2 separate regions of the Mus musculus genome follow, and region 2 is linked to region 1. The links are chromatin contacts, called in public Hi-C maps. All regions are on one chromosome and are shown on one strand. Each heading gives the region's core, a stretch centred on a gene start, on an enhancer-like site or on the middle of the called end of the contact. The rest is flanking DNA. Distances are from core to core; before and after follow the strand shown. Region 1 holds the start of Cep135 (centrosomal protein 135). Region 2 overlaps Cep135 (centrosomal protein 135).

What was found. A called contact is a pair of places that touch in the nucleus more often than the background predicts.
Region 2: a contact with region 1 is called in a Hi-C map of the G1E-ER4 cell line, with 2.1 times the contacts expected there. The contact joins the enhancer-like site here to the promoter of Cep135 in region 1. A contact is called at or near these places in 4 of 39 promoter capture datasets (3T3-L1-derived adipocytes, embryonic stem cells, hematopoietic stem and progenitor cells and 1 more), 8 of 484 Hi-C or Micro-C datasets (B cells, the G1E-ER4 cell line, embryonic heart and 3 more), 3 of 115 datasets of contacts at active chromatin or transcription factors (the SCID.adh cell line and embryonic stem cells) and 2 of 9 other capture datasets (adipose tissue and pancreatic islet).

What each region holds. Positions count from the first base shown.
Region 1 is chr5:76,586,594-76,593,472 of GRCm38.p6, forward strand. It overlaps Cep135 (centrosomal protein 135), which reads left to right and starts at 2,106. Exons shown (of 26, transcript NM_199032.3): 1 at 2,106-2,331; 2 at 5,122-5,278; 3 at 6,599-6,789. The coding sequence starts at 5,166.
Region 2 is chr5:76,623,055-76,629,404 of GRCm38.p6, forward strand. It overlaps Cep135 (centrosomal protein 135), which reads left to right. Exons shown (of 26, transcript NM_199032.3): 15 at 1,573-1,724. Among named protein-coding and RNA genes, the nearest start is that of Cep135, 38 kb to the left of the region's middle. Within about 2 kb of position 4,692, at least 5 of the 459 cell types and tissues checked have an H3K27ac peak or open chromatin away from gene starts, as enhancers often do. A contact at or near this core is called in the G1E-ER4 cell line, where this site is marked.

The sequences.
Region 1 (6,879 bases), core at 856-3,355:
ATACCCATCATGTCAGGGAGTGTTTCAGCAGGCAGGCAGTCAGGCAGGGGTGGTACTGGATTAGCAGCTGAGAGCTTTTTTTTGTTGTTGTTGTTGTTGTTTTCAAGACAGGGTTTCTCTGTGTAGCCCTGGCTGTCCTGGAACTCACTTTGTAGACCAGGCTGGCCTCGAGCTCAGAAATCTGCCAGCCTCTGCCTCCCGAATGCTGGGATTAAAGGTATGTGCCACTACCACCTGGCGAGAGCTCACATCTTGATCTACAAGCTCCAAAAAGATAGAGCTAACTGGGAATGGCATGGGTTTTGAAACCTCAAAACCTGCCTCTGTTATAGGTCTGAGGTGGTTCGGAGATTCGCCAGTCTGACCATTAGTAAGTTTTAACAAAGAAGCTACTTTCATATACAGACACCAGTTCAACACCCAGATTGGGAACTCCTGAGTGCAGCACAGCCCCCAGCCACCTCAGTGGGGGACTTACACAGGCAAAGAGCACAAAGTCATCTCATGTAAAACAAGCTTTTGTTTACGAAGCAGAAACAGTAGTTTTGTTAAAGTTGTGCAAAACCAGGCAATTTTAAAATCTAACCCATTGGAAGTCCATTTTTGGTTTCTGCTTCTCTCAAGCAGTTTTAAAGTGAGCCATCAATATAATGTTAGCCATCACATCCCCAGTGACACACTTTTCCCAACAAGGTCACACCTCCTAATCCTTCCCAGACAGTTCCACCAACTAGGGGTCATGCTATTCAAGTATATGAGGCTATAGGGGCCAATCTCCTTCAGACCACCACATTTCAGATCTAAACTACAGCATCAGTTTTCAGTGAAAGCAACTCTTTTACCTTTACATCTGGCTTTCTTCCTCCTTACAATCAGGACCCCACCAGCCTCTAGGCAAACCTCATTCTAAGTGTTTCAGGAACTCCTGTTGGTGCTGATATTAAGTCTACAAAGCTCACTTTCTGTGGTGAGGGCATCTGTTTTCCTCCATGCCTCCACAGCCATGCAATTTGCTTAAAGCGCTAGGACTTGGGTGGGAAGCAGCAGCATTCTGCATTCTCATCTTTCAAGTTTTGTGTGCCAGGATCCCTGACCTTAGGCCTCGGAGGTCAGCAGTGACCCTGACTCTGGGTTATCAATGCCACTTGGAACAAAGGCTAACTGTAGCTTTCAATCCCATGTACCCCGTTGTATTTCTTCACTGAGTTTTGTTCTAACATTTAGTTGGTGTGTGTTTGGGGTAAGGGGGGCCACCAATGTTATCTATCTTCACTAGATGGCTATGCACAGCCAATTTCTGATATTTATGACTTTTTTTAAAAAAGATATTTGTCTTTACATAAACATATGCTTACTTGTATATGTGCAAGATGGTATAAAAATCTCTACAGGATTCATTAGCTCCTTAAAACTTCCAATTAAAAACGGACAAAGCACACAAAATGGAGACTGAGACGTGAAAACAAAGAATGAATCGGCACAGAGCAATTCACATCCCAACATACAGTTCCGTGCTGAGCAGTGGACAAAGTACATAGTCAGAGGAAAGGCCGGCTTGGTAAGGAATATAAGCAGAAACAAACAACAAAAGAAAACAAAACACGCACAAACAAAAACTCAACTCTTAACCATCTAGAAAGTTTTTAGGAGAGTGGTGGACTCTGGGGATTTGACCATGATCTTTGTAACCATGAGCAAGCTATTGTAAGCAATTCATTTCAATTTAACATTTACAAATACTGTGACAGATGCTAGAGAAATACAGTTGAATAAAAGAATATCTGATTCAAGGAGCCCACAATTGGAAGCAGCAGGGAGAAACGTAAACAAGTAGGTTTTGATGGTCGGATTCTATTCTGGGGGTTTACATGGGTACGGGGCAATAACTGTTATCAAGTGGTAGCCAGGAGAAGCTGCAAGGACAGTGACATCCAGGGGGAAGACAGGGCGATCAGCAGAAATTCACCTGTGAAAGGTCATTGGGGGTTAGCTGATGGTTACCGCCAGCGGCCAGTTGGCAAGGTCCTCGGGCACCGCAGAGGTTCGGGCTCCCCGCCAGGGGGCGCCGTAGCCCCGGCATCGGCCGGCCGTTACGTTTCCGGGCACCGAGGGCCGAAAGCCGCCATCTCCGGGCGGCCGGCGCGCGCGCCGCCACTGTGGGCCGCTCCGGTCCGTTACCGGGGCAACGGCGGCGCTCCCTCCTTGTGGGCCGCGACCGTCTCTCTCCGCGCCATTTTCAAACCGCGCTCGTGCCGGAGCCATTGGCCGCAGCAGGACGAGCCAGCGGGGACAGCGGGTCCGGAGGGCGATGTACCTCGGGACGGAGCGGCGGTGAGGCGCACCCGGGGGAGGCCGCGGGGGCTGGGCCGGGTCGCGGGGCCTCCGGGGCGGTCCCCACCCCCACCCCCGAGCGAGGGCGGGAGCCCGGGCGCTGCCGGGAGGAAGTGCGGGAGGGCGGCGCGGGGACCGTCCCACAGTCCGTCGGTCCGTCCGTCCGTCCGTGCGGCCCGGGGCCGACCCGAGGAGAACTGCCGTTCCACCCTCCGGCCTGAGCCGGGGAAGGACTGCTTGGCCGCTCCGGCCCGTGCCCTTTGCGGTGCCCGCACTCTGGTGTTGGTTTTTTTAAACGCTACTGTATCCGCAGGTTGCATATTTCTGAGAAAGTAAGAGGTGCCCGCTTTGAGACAACAACGCCCCAGGGTTTAGTGGACAGCTAGTTGTAACTGCGGAACCTACCCTTTTCGGCTGTTTTGATTTAAAGCTTGTGATCTGGAATATAGGGGAAACCCTAATATGTACATATCACCCCCCAGCCTGGAGGACTTTACTTATTATGGCCCATGGTCTTTTGATTCGTATTCTCATTCTGCCTTCATGAAGGATGGAGAAAGATGGTTTCCTGGTACCCGGAGTTGGCAGCTGTCAAGGAGGGGGCATAGTTCTTGGAGTTTGCCCCGCTAATTTATCTTGTCAGATGTTTTTCTTGTGAGCACAGGAGTTTCTGTAAAACACCTCCGGCATCAATCAAGTCCTTTTGTGGAGGGACCTAGAAAGCCCTAGGGGAAGCCTCTAAAAGAAGATCCTAGATTTGTTAACGGGGATAACCAAGAAGAAACACTAATTTAGAAGTAGCCCTGTGGTTGGGGAAGCTATTTTCTTGGGACAGCCTTCTTGGCTTTATGCTTTAAATAGGAACGGTGACATTGGTACTCGATCCCACAATGGGTGTTTGGAGCATCAGGTTTTGCATGTATTCATTTATGTGCACTTATAATTTTTACTAGTGGTGAAGGACATAATTTTTATTTGATTTAGAAACATGAGTTCTATGACTACAATTTTTTGGCAAAGGTTAGAAATGGTCTCTGCATAACTCAATTTTAGGGCAGATTGGTAGAGATAATAAATAATCATAGGTGTTTGAGAAGACAAGTATAACAGCTGGAGGTATTGCCCAGTAAAGAGTGCTCTCCTACCATGTCATAGGCTCAGTGCTTAACCCTGGATACGGTAAACAAACAAGCATAGAAATAGACAAGCATAAAAATGTATACTGAGCTACTTACATGTGTGTTACTTAAAAAAAAAAAAAAAAGGAAGTAAGATTGGGCCTGGTGGTACACATCTGTAGTCCTAGCACTCAAAGGCACAGGCAGAAGAAAAAGATGGGGCTGTCTGGCCAATAATATGAGTTCTAGACCAGTCAGGATGGTATATTTCAAAATAATGAAAAGAACCAATATGGGAGTGAAATTTACACGGTGAAATGCACCTTCAGTGTGCCTTTAAGCACTTTCCATGAATGTCTGTGCCTGGGTAACTTACCCCAGGCAGTCCTCTATCACTTTGGGAAAAAAGATCTATCCTTTCCAGAGACTCTCCAGAGGCCCGTGAAACTGTTTCTAGCCCGCGTAGGATAGCTTGTTCATCCCCTTTCCAGCTCTGTACAGTTACAGGTGAAGCTGCTGGAGTCTCCCTGTGCATATTCCTGTCCGTTTTCTTTTGTAAAGCTGTAGGAATAGAATTATGGTGTTATCAGCTAGGACTGTGTTTCACTTAATAGGAAGCTGTTTGGCTCGTTCCACAGTGGTTTTCTACTCTCTGGGTGGTGTGTGGATTTCTTAAGCTGAGAGTCTTTGCATGTTACGCACCTTTTCATATATTTCCCTCAAGATGCCTTTTGCAAGGTGTCTTTTCAAATGTTTGTACAACTAAAGTTTAGTTTTAATACAATTTTCTAGATCAGTCAGGATGTTATAAGGCCTTTGTCTCAAGACAATGAAAAGAACCAATATGGGAGTGAAATTTACATGGTGAAATGCACAGACCAAATTATCCTTGGGGGGATAATTTGAGACCAGGTCTCACTATGTATCCCTGGGCCTCCGACTTACTGTGTACAGTGTACAGGCTTGTTTCTGCCTCCCAAATTCTGAGATTAGAGTCATGTGCCTCCTACGAGATCTTGCCCCAATTTTCTTATTGGATTGTTGTGTTACTAAGATCCAAGAGTTTATTTTCTATTCAGTATGTAAATATTTTCTTAGATCTTGTGAATATTTTCTAGTACTCTAGTTTTCATTCCCCACTCGCATTCCTCTTTCTTGATGTTTCAGAGCTCGGATCCAGAGCTTCCCAATACTAAGAGAGAACAACCATTAAGCCGCATCCTGACCATGCCTTTACATTTTCCTTACTAGCATGTTTTGATGAGTTGATAGTTTCTACTTTTATGAGGTCCTACTTAGCATGTCTTTCTTTTATGTTTACTGTCACTAAGGGGTGCCCTGTGGGTTGTGGACATAGTCCCCTGTAGGGCACTTGCCTAGAATGAGCAGGATACCTGCCTGCCTGCCAGCTACAGCTCTGTAAGAAAGTGGAATTGCAAGGGTCCCCTGCCTGCCTCTGGAAAACCTTTGTTTCCTTCTAGAATTTTCATTGTTTTAAGTTTTAGATTCAGGTTCATGAAGAACCACATGTTGTAATGTAGCAATATGGAGATCATATGTATTGGATTTAACTAAGTATTAGTACTATAGAGCACTGACGACATTAAAAGAAACCAACGATTCTTTGATGTTAAAGTTATGTTTAACAGCTTGTGTTGATTCTCTCTTTCAGGCCTTTAAGTTGGGAGTGTGACTAAAACTGGTTTTGGAAGCAAGATGACTACAGCTGCAGAGAGAAAGTATATTAACATTCGGAAGAGGTTAGACCAGCTGGGCTACCGCCAGACCCTGTCAGTGGACAGTCTGCCTTTGGTAGAAAAACTTTTCAGGTAAAGATGAAAGTATAGTTATTAATGTGTGTAGTCCTTAATCCACTTACCAAGTTCGTAGCTGACCTTCTTTTCATGGTAATGCAACCAGTGGATTTTGGAGAAGTCCTAAGCTTGCCTGGTCTCTCTTTCATCCTAAGCCTGGTCCTCAAAAGAGGACCTTTGTGGGGCAGGATGCTAGGGGTCGCTATACCCATCGGGCCTTTCCCTGAAGGGAATCACACTCTGAGGTGTCTGATGGAGGTTAGAGGCGCCCTCTCCCGTCTCTGGCTTGTCGTTTGTTGTTATCCTTTCACAGTGGTGAGGACAAACACAGCCTCTGAGTGTGCTGGGCCAGTGCTCTACCATTGAGCGTTACTCCCACGCAACTTCCCCCTTAAATTCTGTCTGCCGAGCTGGCAATTAGTTTCTGCTAGTCTAGAAAGGCACTCTAATGTGGTGTTATTACTCCCATGTGTTGAGTCATGTAATGCTCTGTGAAGTCCGTGTACTCTCAGCCTTGCTGTCTTGCTCACTACTCCTTCTGCCTGTAGCGTGCTCTCCCTTTCTGTTCTTGCACCTTCTCACACTCCGTGCTGTGTAGGACAGGCACAGCATTTTACAATCACCGTGCATCATCCTTGACATCTTGGTTTAGTCTTCCTTGCATTGTAAACTTCATGAGACTGCCGTGTTCACCTATAGCTGCTATAGATTGCTCAACTAGTAAGCACGGAAATGTTTGCTTTATCGTGTGCCATGATGTCTCTTTGACAACTGTCTATAGAATATAAGTTCTTCATTAAAGAGTGCATTTGTGTGTGTGTGTGTGTGTGTGTTTTCTTCTCATGGAACATCTATGGAGTGAGTGTTGTTTTTTATTGATCTATGTGGTGAGAGGTAAGAGTGGTTCTGGTTGGTGTCTTCCTGGAGGTGACACAGGGCACACAATCAGGTCTATATTTACTCAGTGAAAAGCCGGGTTCACAGGCTCTGCTGCCTAGAGAAGGAGCGAGAGGGGAGAGTGACCAGCGATCGGGCATGCTAACTCATTTTGTTGAGTGCCCTAATTGGATGTTCCTAAGCAATAGGATTTTTAAACCGAAGGTAAAATTATCAATGAAATTACTTTCAGAACTGAAGGACAAATCAAACAAACAACCGTTTGATGTGTTTGTATTTTCTAGTTTATAGATAGGCCTGTTTTGAGAAACTTGAGGACCCTTTGATACCCTGAAAGAACCCTAACATTAACATATTTAATCCGTTTTAGAAATGTATTTAGTTACTAAAATGTCATGGAACGTGTTGTTACATTTGTCTTTTCTCTCTTACCACTAGTGACCTCGTTCATACGACAGAAAGCCTGCGGCAGTGCAGGTTGTCCTCGGGAAAGGCGGAAAAGGAAAGTGCCAATCTCGATTTTGTTTTGGAACCTTATAAACTTGAAAATACAAGACTGAATAAGGAGAATAATGAATTGTATCTGGAGTTAATGAAGCTCAGAGAATGCTCAGACAAGCACATTAAAGGTACATGAAACTTTGATGGTGATTTTTTTTTTTTTAATGAAGGCTCCTTGCCCTCTTTGGTTTTTAGGTGGAAAAGGCTAATGTCCCTTT
Region 2 (6,350 bases), core at 3,442-5,941, 39 kb after region 1:
TGAGCTCTGTGGCCAGGGAGTCTCCACAGTCCACATTCCTTTTGCTGGTTTTCAGTGTTTGTCACCTTTCATTTCTGTGAGCCAGGCAACTTATGGAAAGGTTTACTTGGGCATATGGTTTCAAGGGTTTATTCCATTGCTTGGTTCCGAAGCAAAGCAGACCTTTGTGGGGGAGAGGGTCCAGTAGACTAGTGCTGCTCACACAGCATCCAGAAAGCAGAGAAGATGAGAAGAGGCAGGGGCCACGATGTGTCTCCTCAGGCCATTCCCCAGCAACCACCATGCTTCTACTAGGTCCTGCTTCCTGAAGAGTCCACCATGTCCCCAAACTGTGGTAACCATGGTTATCACCTCAGTCTGTTGTGGACATTGCATGTTTGAACCACAGCAGGATGGTCATGGCAACTGCATGCTGTCGCTGTCTATTTCTAGGTAGTTGTTGTGTATGACAAGTCAGCATGTGACGGTTCCCAGACCAGATGCACTCCCTGCTCTGTAAGTTGGGTTAGTAAAGACACGAGTGACTCGGTTGTTCATGCTTCTGTATTGTGTGCATCTGCTGTTGTGTTTCACTGGAGTGGTAGTGACAGATGGGAGGTCCCACAGAGCCTACACTATTTATTTGAACCAATATGTGATCATCAGTCATACAGTGGATTATCAATCATACATCTGCTCAATAGAAATCAATACAATTTCTATTGAGCAGAAATACATGTAGAAATACATGTACTAACATCAGCGGTGTGACTGGTACAGACGCAGGTTGTACCAAATCACTAAGTTACTGAAGAAGGCACACGGTGTGATTCTACTCTTGTAAAATTCAAACTCAAGCGAGACTGAGCAGTGTGAGGCTTGGGACGTGATGCTACTGTGATGCAGTGAAGGACAGCAAGATGCTTGGTGCCCTGGAGCATACCTGCAGAGTCAGCATTTCTCAGATTTATAGTTGAGTGAAATCGTAACACACTTCAAGTCTTCTGCTCCCGCGCAGAGAAGCACTGTGAACTTTATGAAGTCAGGTCTTGCTCCATGCAGTCGGGAAAACTTTCACCTTGTTTCTCCATAAACCTTGACTGTGTTGTGGTTACATCCCTTTCACCTCCCAGTTTTGTTTAATTGCTGTCTTTTTACTGCAGGTTTCCAGGTTTTCTGGTGGGTAAGGGTAGAGTGGGGGTTGGGGGGAGAATCTATTGGTTCTAAAACCTGGAAATGCACAATGGAAGGGCAAACAGAGGCACCCACGCTGACATGTTGGTCCTAAGAGTACAGATAACAGTCACTGTTTAATATAGCTCCATAATTATCTTCTAGAAATATTATTAAAGAATAGCTATGAAAAATAAGGCCGGGCGTGGTGGTGCACGCCTTTAATCCCAGCACTCGGGAGGCAGAGGCAGGTGGATTTCTGAGTTCGAGGACAGCCTGGTCTACAAAGTGAGCTCCAGGACAGCCAGGGCTAGACAGAGAAACCCTGTCTCGAAAAAACCAAAAAAAAAAAAAAAAAGAAAGAAAGAAAAATAAGATATTATCACATATGCTTATTAATTTTTTAAATTTAAATTATAGCTTGAAAATGAAAAATATGAATTGCAATCTAAAATGTTAATGATGAAAGAAACAGTGGAGTCATTAGAGAACAAATCAAAACTCCAAGCTCAAAAGCTTAGCCATGTGACTGGTGACTCATCTCATCAGAAAACAGAGATGACCTCCCTTAGGTAAGTCCATTCAAGCTTTCTTTCATTATTTTACTCTGTGACATGCTTCTTCTGGGTATGCAAGGTTCAATGGTGTTTTGCTTTGTGTCTTTGAACAGTGTTTTTCCAAGGTGGCCTCATGGTACCGTCCCGTAGGAGCTTTTACAAAGGATTAGGGATGTCTTTAGGTTCTCGGATTTACTGAGTGAATCTGGAGAGGTCTTGTAGTTTGAAACTTTCACAGGTTGGCATGATCATCAAAAAGTTGTCTGCCCTATCTGCTGCTAAAGTTCACTCTAGTAGATAATCAACACGCTGCACTCTATAGGGAAGGCCTGCACGGATCTTAGGACTTCTGCCATGTGGACCGTGTCCATCTTCTTCTCACCTCTTTTAAAATAATATAAAATCAAAATGTTATATCTCCTATTTTTAACCCTCTCTAATTTAGAAAAAGAAAAATTAACCAAGGGGTAGGAAGCAGACTGTGCTAGGACATAGAACATAGATTTGAAGTCTCAGAGATGGATGATAAGCAGAGGAGATCGCAGGTCAGGACTGAGATGGTAGCTGCGAACCTTGAGGGCAAAAGGCAAACTTAAGAAATGTTTCTTTTATAAAATCAAAAGGTGACTTACTTGGGAATAAAAGAGCAGTACACTAATGCATAATGTAACATTGGGATATTGGCCATTTAGTTAGCCATTTGTCAGTTTCAAGGACAGCCAACTGAAGGAAATAAAAGCTAACAGTGTCCCACCCCACCCCCACCCCCACCCCAATTGCATAGCTGTCATGGGCAAGAGAGATAACTGAAGGTTAGTAGGAACCCTCTATCTGAAGAGTCAGAGGGAATCTATTGCTCTAAATTACATTTGCCATAAAAATTAGGAAGAAAGCCAGGCAGTGGTGGTGCACGCCTTTAATCCCAGCACTCGGGAGGCAGAGGCAGAAGGATTTCTGAGTTCGAGGCCAGCCTGGTCTACAAAGTGAGTTCCAGGACAGCCAGGGCTATACAGAGAAACCCTGTCTGGAAAAACCAAAAAAAAAAAAAAAATTAGGAAGAAATCTTTGAATGTCAACAAAATCTTTATGCAACTCAGTCATGAACCAGTAACACGTTGCAATCAGGAAGGATGGTAGTGATAATGATTTTTTTAATAGATTGATAAGTTACAGTTGAAGGGTTATTGAGCAGTAGATTGGCTGCTGTAGAAAACTGACTTGGTAAAATAACAGGTTCAAGAGTTTTACCTACAATTCAGAAGGACAAAGAAATGGTGAGAATAAAAGACACAGACTCCAAATACAAAAGCCAGGAGTCACAAACCTACAGTATAAGAAACTCCGACCATGTGACAGAAGAAGTAATCAGGAAGAGGAAGGCCGAGGGAGAGACTCGGGGGCTCTAGGGTTACCAACAACCTTTTCTCCCTCAGTGCCTTACTACCATCTTTATCAGGAAGGCTTTACAAAAGCTCAGAGACAGCTCTATCCTTCCTGCTTCCTCTGTCTGCAGGTATTCTGTGGCGGAGGGCAGAGTGAGCCTGCCCCTCATCTGGTATGGCCTCAGCTCCAAAGTCCAGGCAGACACAGTGCTACATCTTCATCTGCAGAATTGCTAGTCCACCCTCTTTGCTTTTGTATCCAGCTGACCAGAGCTGCCATTTTTCTTTTCCTTCAGATCAGAACCATACCACCAGTTTCTTTTCCTTACAGAAGACTCTGGGTGACAGAGCAGCTGGTGTCCTCTTGTGGATGCCATAGTTTGGTTTGGTTTTGTTCTGTTACCAACACCATTTTCTCTTAATAGTTCAGCCTGTTTCTGCCTTCAGCTATGTGCCATTCAGTCACTGTGCAGTAGGAGAGGGTTGTGAGAATTGTTCCCTCTCCTGTGTATCACCAAATCTCTCTTTTCCTCTCTCCCTCGATCCCCCTCTCTCCCTCTCCTCATCCTCTACCCCTCTCTCTCCCTCTACCCACCCCTCTCTCTGTGTTTTGGGAGGGGGAGAGGGGATGATGGGGGGAGGCCTATCTCCAAGTCTAGTATGTCTTCAATATTTAGTTGATAAACATTGATAAAAATTTGAGTTCAATCTATCAGACCTAAATTTGGCACTAAACTCAGTACAGACCACAACACAACCCTTTGCAGAAGCAGGACATTGTCCAAGCCTCGTGCCGTTTTCAGTGTGGCTTATAGAGCTCTTGTTACTCTAAGACATGATGTTTCATGATCCATGAAGCTGATTCTCAGGGAGAGGAGATGCCTGCTCCTTTCATGGTCATGGGCCGTCTTCTCTTTGCCTTCCTGTATTAGGCATTTTTTCCCACCCAATATCCAGGTGTTCAACCAGGCCTTCTGGATCAGACAGACCGTCTAATTGTACAAATCTCTGGTCTCGTCTCTTGGTGTAGCATCTGAAGACAGTATGAAAATAGCCATTTTGAAAATGGTAATGACTCTTGCCTCTCTTGAACGACAACAATTAACGAGGTCCAGCAGTTTACAAACCTTCAAGGATAAGAAGGAAAGGCCTGTGTGCGGGGATGATGGGTCTGGACGCCTCTGCGTGCTAGCCAGTCTCTAGAACCGGGGGCAGCAAACTTCAGCACTGGGCCATGCAGTTTCCACTGCACCTTTAACCTGGCTTCTGAAGTGCAAAAGCCATTGTAGGCAGTGTGCAAGTGAGAGAGGGTGATGGTTCTGTTTCATCACAGTTTTCTTTATGGATGCTAAAATTTGGATTCCATTTAATTTTTATGTCGTAAAATGTTTTTCTGTGGAAATATCTTTTTCACTCACTTAAACATAAAAACTCTGTAGCTAGAAAGAAATAAGCAATCAGCGATGGTTTGTCAGCCTGGCTCAGGGATGAGCTGCTTCCAGCCCAGTTAGACAACTCCCTTTTCTCAGTCACCCATGGCAGGCATCTGCATCTCTGTCATTGCTGTCAGTGCGCCTTTAACAGGGCTGTCACCGTGTTTGCAGTCACTGTAACCTTTATGTGAGTTTTTACTGTTGCCCAGACTTGGCTTCAAATCTCTCTGCTCAAGTAAGTGGTGTTTCCTGTTTAACATCTAGAATCCTGTGTAGCATAGTCCTGAGTCTTCATTATATCAGTTAAAGCCAAGAGCATTACTTGTTTATCTAGGATGACAACATGCAATAGCAGTTTCCTGCAAATGGCCATGAACTCTCCTTGGGTCTGTGATTATGCCATAGATAGCATAGTTACTTGGGATTTGTTTAGATATATTCAGAAACATACGTATATATTAACAATGTTAGGAGCTGGAGAGAGAGCTTATCAGTTAAGAGCACTGACTGCTCTTCCAGAGGTCCTGAGTTCAGTCCCCAGCAACCACATGGTGGCTCACAACCATCTGTAGTATGATCTGATAACCTCTTCTGGCATGCAGGTGTACATTCAGATAGACCACTCATATACATAAAGTAAACAAATCTTTAAGATGTTAGATATATTCAGAAATGTTTGATGTATCCAGATATATGCAACTAGTTTCCCTTGAGAAATATTTGCTAAGGAATCAGAAATCATTTTAAATAAGGAAATGAAAATTCATGGACTGCCTGAAACTGATTTGGAGGTGGGATACCTAGCACTGTTTTGGGGGTGGGATACCTAAACTGTCCCTACCATATTTTCTTAGCAATAAGAACATGAATGTTCCCATGAAATGACAATGTCTGAGCTTGTGGAGCTAATGTTGAAATCATTCCTATCACTCTTCCTTTTCCTGGTGCACCATGTGACGCCATTCCTAGTCTTCACAGTCAGTAGTGGGTGTGGACCATGGGCTCATAGAAGAAGCTCCAAGAAAGCCCATCAATAGCTTTCCTCTAACAGGTCGTCAAATTTCCAAACTTATCTCTCTTGGGTGGAACTTCATTTTAGAACATGAAACATTTATTATGAATGAAAGGACCTTTAAGAGATGTTTTTAAGATGTTTTCGATATACCCTGTAATGAAAGGAAATAATTCATTTTACCCCAAAAGATGAGAGTGTGCATAGCCATTGTAGTGTAATATGACTATGGACTTTGAAGCTGAGGGAGGATTTGAGCCGGGCGTAGGGTCAGTCGGATGGAGGTGGAGACAGAATGAAGTTCAGTTTCACTTTTTTTTTTCTTTTCTGGTGGGAAATCATTTCTTTCTTCTGTAACTTTTAAAGCTAAGAAACTGATTTGTTTTTTACTGAAGACTTGGTTTTCAAAGTTTCCTTTCCATTTAGAGACAGTAAGGTGGCAGCCCAGCCATGAGCCTCCCTCCCCGCTCCTGCTAGGAAGTCTCTGGGCAGCAGTACTCAGTCAGACTTTTCTGTTGCCCATGCCCTCTCCACACTGGGATAGAAGAGGCAAAGCCTTTGATAGGGCTTCCTTCCTGTCAGTCCAGATGTTGTCCTCTGTGCCTTCATCAGCTCCACCCCCAACAGCATATCACACCATTTATAAAGCTACGTGCAAAGGAGACATAGTTCTGCCTAGAGTTTTAAGCAATGCCAGCCATTGCCTTTCAGTAAGTCCTCTATTAGTCATTCCATTTTTCCTGTCCAGGTAGCACAGTGATTCTCAACTTGAGGGAGTTGAGTGACCTTTTTACGTGGGTTGCCCAAGACCATC